2 separate regions of the Anser cygnoides genome follow, and region 2 is linked to region 1. A link is a contact called in public Hi-C data. All regions are on one chromosome and are shown on one strand. The core of a region is the stretch at or near the end of the contact, and the rest is flanking DNA. Distances in the headings are between cores, read along the strand shown.

Evidence for each region. A called contact is a pair of places that touch in the nucleus more often than the background predicts.
Region 2: a contact with region 1 is called in a Hi-C map of liver, with 11 times the contacts expected there. The contact joins the promoter of SLC38A9 here to the enhancer-like site in region 1. A contact is called at or near these places in 2 of 7 Hi-C or Micro-C datasets (both in liver).

Annotation. Positions count from the first base shown.
Region 1 is chrZ:72,335,345-72,338,748 of Taihu_goose_T2T_genome, forward strand. All of the region lies in intron 1 of PLPP1 (phospholipid phosphatase 1), which reads right to left. Among named protein-coding and RNA genes, the nearest start is that of PLPP1, 22 kb to the right of the region's middle. Within about 2 kb of position 1,432, at least 1 of the 3 cell types and tissues checked has open chromatin away from gene starts, as enhancers often do. A contact at or near this core is called in liver, where this site is marked.
Region 2 is chrZ:72,427,001-72,430,159 of Taihu_goose_T2T_genome, forward strand. It overlaps SLC38A9 (solute carrier family 38 member 9), which reads right to left and starts at 1,415. Exons shown (of 15, transcript XM_066987986.1): 1 at 1,260-1,415.

The DNA.
Region 1 (3,404 bases), core at 182-2,681:
CAGCCTTTCTACCGGGGGAAAAAAAAAAAACACTACTGTTCGTTGATCCTAACAGTAAGGATAGATAGCAGGGATTTGGAAGACATCACAGCCCAGCTCTCGCTTCTGCCTTCCTCCATGGTGGTGTTACAACAGCATGTCTGTACATCAGCTGTAGGTTAGTGTTTAGCTACCTTGGGCAAGGGAGGAGACAGAAGTAGTGTGCAGCCATGAGGGAAGGTGCTGCTCGTCAGCATGAGGCCATGATGCATTTCCAACACCACTTATTCTATAAGAGTGTGATGGAACAAGGAATGATTTTGCCCTACACACATGCTAACAAAAAGATTCAAGACTTTAGATTTTAAGATTTAAGGGAAAAATTGATTATTTATTTATTTTACAGATTTACTCTTTCAAAGTTGTTAGTTCCAATCACCCCAGTAAAACAGTTACTCACAAAATTAGGTTCAGCCTAAAGACACAAATCACAGAATCCAAGAAGATCTGAGGTTGGCAGGAACCTCTGGGTCCATTCAGCCGAACCCCTGCTAAAGCAGGGACACCCAGAGCAGGTTGCCCAGGATCACGTCCGGGCAGCTACCAAAACCTAACATCCCTGCTATCCTAGTCAGGTGTTGTCACTGGCATCATGTCAGTATCTCTGTATAATCCCTTTTAAAGACCTGCTTTATGATTAATGGCATGAAGACGGCTTATTCCCATTTCCTCCTACCCCTACCTTGCAAATTTGCAAGGGTGAGAAGGAGGCAAGTTTCCAGAGGGCTCAGGTTATGTTTTTAAAATGTTTTTTTCTTGCAAAGAGAAGTTGTTTGAAATGTGTGCTCACTCTTCAGCAGTACTGAGATTATGCTCTAATTAGTTTGTAATTGCTTGCAACATTGTCCTACATCAAGAGCATGCAAACAGAATAGTTAAGTAAACAACAAACTTTGTGTTTGCTTTGCATTTTAAGCTACTAGGAACCAGCTAAAGTAAGTTAGAGTGCCCTCTTTCATAACTTCTTTCCATCACTCGAGTGCCTCAGCTGCATCTGCATTTGTCTGATGTTCCACTGCTTTAGTTTGTTAGACCAAGAGAGTAGTGTAATAAAAGTGTAAAAAAAGAGTAGTAGCAATGAAGAGCATGGTCGAAGAACTTGCATTTCACCCTAGCGCTCAAAACTTCTCTCCAGGCTTAAAAGAGAGAAGGATTCTGATCTTCGTGAACTATAATCCTTCAAGCAATATTACCGAGACAACATACGAAGTATTATGCAGCCATTTGTATCTAGCAGTGGACTACTGAAAGACCAGCAGTAGGTATGAAAATATAGAATGAGCTGTTCCATGGAGCTTTGAGGAAAGTACTACACCTACACCTCAAGGCCACTTAGTATGGGGAAGAATATCCATTAATTATGAGAGTCATAAACAGTTTCCAGAAGTCATAACCGGTAACACTCAAGTAAGAAAGCCAGTAACACTTAAGAAAGCATCATTTCATTGAGACAGTCTTAAAAAGTTTGATATTTACCTACAGTTAATTCAAAGAGCTAAGCTTTGTAACATAATACTGTTAAAAACTTTATACAGTTAGTTTCATAAAGTATTTTTTCTAGTTTCTTCCAACTGTAACTGATTAAAGAAACAATTGCAACAGACTTATCTTTTTGTTCTAAGCATGTCTCAATGCTGAAAGGAGACATGTTCCATTAAAAGCTGGGGCAGAAATTTTAATTTCCAAAAGCCAGCTTACTGGAAGTTTTATCAGATTGATCTAATACTATCAAACCAAAACCTTCAGCCAACAGAACTACATTTGCGATTTACCATTTGCTCAGTCCAAGGTAGTTGCTAATCAGTAACCAAAAAGACATCAAGAGCCAGTAAAGCACTCTCCAGGGTCTATAGCTACTCCCTCAAAACACGCTCCAGACAGCAGGTTTAACTTGCTTCTTTTAAACACACATTGATTGGTTTCACTATTAACTGGTTTAAAGGAGAAGAGAGCAAAGGAGAAGTCAAACTAGAGAGACAACCACCTGTTTCTGGCAAGCAAAACCATTAAGAAAATGCACCGTAACTGAAGGTTTTGCTCTGTTTTACATGACTGAGTTTGATTTAAAAAAAAAATAAACAAATCCCATGTAAACAAGCCTGACACTTAGATTGAAATCCTTTCACACATATATCTTTAGTACTTCTGCAGTTTAAGTACACCTCCCTCCAAGATAACACAAAGACAGGGAGAAAGTACACAGTTCAGCTTTCATACACGCACAAAAACAAGCAACACAACTGGCAAAAGGGCTGAACGAGGCAAAGCCTCTTACTGTAATAACTACAAAGCTAGTTAGCCCTGTATTTGTGATAGACTTTTTTTTTTAAACCCTGAAAGATATCATCATTTCAGAGGACAGGAACAGGAAGATTGCTACCATGATGCAAAAGCTAAGTATGAAAACTCCCATATAGGAGGACTAGATATGACTGAAGGTTAAGTGATACTGCCTTCATAATGGCACGACTATCATTAGTGTCAAGGTTGGATAACCAATGTTAACAGAAGTTTAGAGCTGTTGTAGGATAAACCTACCTAGACATGAGATTTCATGAGATTTATCCACTTAGTCTACAAGTTATTTCTCAAGGAAAAGTAGTAAAAATTTCAACAGCAGATCACTGGGGCAAGGGGGGGTGAACCCTACATCTTGCACAATCACACTGCCACACTATGTTAAAAGAAAGGCCCTGCTTTTTCTACAAATATCTATTTCCCCCTAACCAAGCTACAATTTCAAAGGGCAGAGTCTGGCAAATAAAAGAGGGGAATTACTAAAAATCAGTTGGACTCAGTTTTACATGAAAGTAAAAAAAATAATTGGACTTGTCTCTTAAGTAAGAAGTAGAGATGGCAAAGAGTCCTTAAAGGCTCTCTACTGACTACTTCTCAAATGACAATACCAAAATACCAAAAAGCATCCCTGGTGTGTACTTGTAGAAGTTTACAAGTCAACTGCAGCAGGGTGAAGAAATTGCCTAAAGGGAAAATGACAACAGGTATGTTAAGAGGTTGGGAAAAGGTTACTGGCAGGGTAATCTCAGGGATCAAGTCATGGAGCTAGCGCTATGCAGTGTATAATTTATTAATGATTCTGGCATAACTAGCAGATGTACTGCTGACAAAGCTGGCAATCCTGACACAGTAGAAGATCAAGGTCATCCAGTTTTGCCTGCAAAACCACTTTAAGGACAAGAGAGATGGAGATTTGTCCATTAATGAGTTCAGAGTAATGTACTTGCAGGTTAAGCTGCTCAGATGAGCTGGGAGCTTGTCATTTCAGCATACAAGAGGGGGAAAATTGTTTCCTATAGCTGTTGTACAACAATAGCAGCAGCCATTAGACAGGTCTTTTCCAAAAG
Region 2 (3,159 bases), core at 165-2,664, 92 kb after region 1:
CCTTAATTCTTAATTTGGAAGTCATGCATCTTAAATTATCAGAGACTTAAATCAACTTTAACTTGTTATTTTTTAACTTGCTTAATTACAACTAAAGCCTTACAGAAGCAATTTTGCCACCAAAAACTGTTCTTATGGTTATGCACAGCAGTAGTTTCCTTTGCTTTGAGATATCTAGTGGTTCCTTTAAGTATAGCTCCCTGACAACTAGATTTCACAAATCAAACTGTGACAAGTTAACCTGTTTCATGCTTATTTAAAGCCATTACTCTTATAACCCCACCTCACAATCATGATTTAAATACTACAATCCACTAATACAAGTATTTACTTCAAATAAGGAAAATGACTTTTAAAAGTTCTACTTGGCGTGACATGGTCTTCTCTTAAATTCTGAACTGATGAATGGATGAATAAAGGTCATGGCACAAATCTAAAGTAAACTGCAGGCTATGCACATAGAAACTGTGAGAAATAAGCACGTTGTACAGCGAAAAACAGGAACTTCAAAGTTATACAGAAGAGTTTCTTGGTTCCTTTTCTGGGGCAATAGGCCCTAGCTTGAAAGGGACTGAAGAATGCTATACTGCTTCTAAGACTATTAGCATACACTCAGAGCCCCTTAAAACTGGCACAGCTTGCCACAAGTTAGCTTGTCCATACTCTCCTAGATCTGTATTGGTTGAAGATGATTAAAATGCATAACAAGTGTAAATTAATAACTGCTTTGGTAAAAAGCACTCTTGTCGATACAAACTGTACTGTTGTTGACCTCCTGCGTACCTTGGGCAGAACCACTGACAGATGATACCTACGTAAAATTAAAAAGAAATGGAACGATAACTTGTCTTCAACAATTAAAGCCTTTGTTACTTGCATATAGGTGTTTGCGTGAATTCTAAAGACACAGGTATAGGAATGCAAACAACGTTAGCGCCTTCGTCCTTGATCTACGTTTTTCCCACCACCCTTTAAAAGGGACGGGGGCCCACGGGCTCGTTAGGGCTGATTTAAGCTTTTCCAGGATTTACGAATCCCCCCAGAGGCCTCCATGCCCACCACAACGCCCGCTGCTCGGTTACGTTTCTCCTCCGCGGGCTTCGCGCTGGAGCCGGGCCGCGGCCGGGCGGCTCCCCCGCGACCCCCACGCCGCCCGCCCTCCTCCCGGCACACCGGGCACGCCGGGCCGCGGCTCTCGGCCGGCCGGCACCCGCCGCTCCCGCTCTCCCGACGGCCCCGGCTCGGCGCCGCTCCCCTACCTGCGGCGGCGGCGCTCCGCGGCGGGCAGCGGGCCGGGCCGGGCCGGGCCGGAGGCGGGCTGAGCCTCCCGGCGTGCCGGGCCGCGCAGTTCCGCAGGCGGGCCCGCGGCGGAGCCGCCCGAGCGCGGCCGGGAGGAGGGAGCGGGGCGGTGCCGGCAGCGGGGCGGCGCTGGCAGATCCCCGCCGGCTGGCGGCGGTGCCGGCCGGGGAGCGGCAGCAGCGCGCCGGGTCCGGCTGCGAGCGCCCTGCGGGGTGGCGGCCCCGTGGCTGCCCCTCCTGGGCAAAGGCAGCGCCGTGGCTGCTACCCGAGCGCCTCTGCCCGCAGCAGGCCTGCCGCTGCCGTTGGGGACACGTGCTGTGTGTAACTAAACGTGTCCTGCGCCTGGCTGCCTTCTCGGGTAAGCGAGGTATGGATGCACGTGCAGGTACCAAACAGCCCTGAAAAAAAGAATTGGACTTGTTAGTGACAATTGGTCAGGTGTCCATTGCTAGGGTAGTCCCAAAGCTGGGAGAAAAACGAGGAAACCTTGAAGAAAATAGGGAGGCTGATAGCTTGTGTAGTCTTTTAATTCACAGAACCATCGAATCATCTAGGTTGGAAGAGACCTCCAAGATCACCAAGTCCAGCCTCTGACCTAACACTAACAAGTCCTACACTAAATCAGTTGGAAAATAAGGAAACAGAGAGACAGGTACATTTAATACTGATTCAAAACACAATGGTTATATATAATATAGCACTAGTGCTCATAGAAATTCACTGTTCTGAAGGGAAGAAAATAACTGTCCCAGCTGCAAAGGGGTAAAGAGTCAGGAGCTTCAGTTTTCCTCCAGAGCAGGGAACAGAAATAATTCTGCTGCTTCTCCACTACAAAACACCATTTTGCACTATGAGGGATTTACTGTGGTACAGCAGATCCGTAATAGGGCAGGTCTGAACTACATTGGCAAATCACACAATGGTTTCTGGAAAATGGAATCAAAGTGTCTTGCAGGAGAGATGCCTTGTGCCTGGATTTACCAGAGCCTTTTATGCTTGGCAATCAAACACACCTACGTGAGGCTATCATTGTTTTAAAATCCCTTTGTTGTTGTTGCTCCTAGTTAAATCAAGTTGGGAATATGTCCTTTTCATAGTTCAGACACTGGTTAAAGTAAAACTGTAGGGATTTTTATAGCTCACGGTAAGGGAAACTGCTGAATTGCATTGCATGTAAGGAAGACAGCAGAGATAGCTTCCCCACGTGAGAAAGATATTTCAAAACAAGCTAGACACCAGTCCCAGCCTGTACTCCTTCCTCAAGCACAGCCCAAGACAGATTGCATGGCTAAGCAGCAGGACTATTCCTGTGAGAAAACTGCTGCATAATCTGAATTTCAGACCGCAGGAGGAAATGAGGCAGCAGAGACTACCACCACCCATCATCGCCCTGAAATTCGGCTGCATGCATGCAAGCTGAGTCAGACCAAAACTTCTACTGTGTGTAATGCAGAAAACTCACTGTCATCTTTTGCACCTGAGCCACCCTTAGAATGCACCTTCTGGATATTTGAAGATTTTGGTCAGGGAGTCAGGAAGTCCAGGCTCCTGATGCACTTGAGTCTGAAATGCAATGCGAACACTGCATGCTGGCACTATGAAGTGAATAAAACTAAAACACACAGAAGCAGAGATGTAACTTTTCCAGCATGCGAGAAGCTAGTCTTACTCTTGCAAGGCTGCCTACTATGTCCTGTGCTATGAAAGACTTAGATAGTTATAACCATAGAAGATACATGGTTGCATTCTTGGTCATTAATTAGTCATTGAGTTATGCTAGGAAAAATGTTTTATTGCAACAATTGATTTGCCAGCAAGCAAGCCTAAGAGAAGTGTAGTGACTCCCCTGCCCCCTCATAA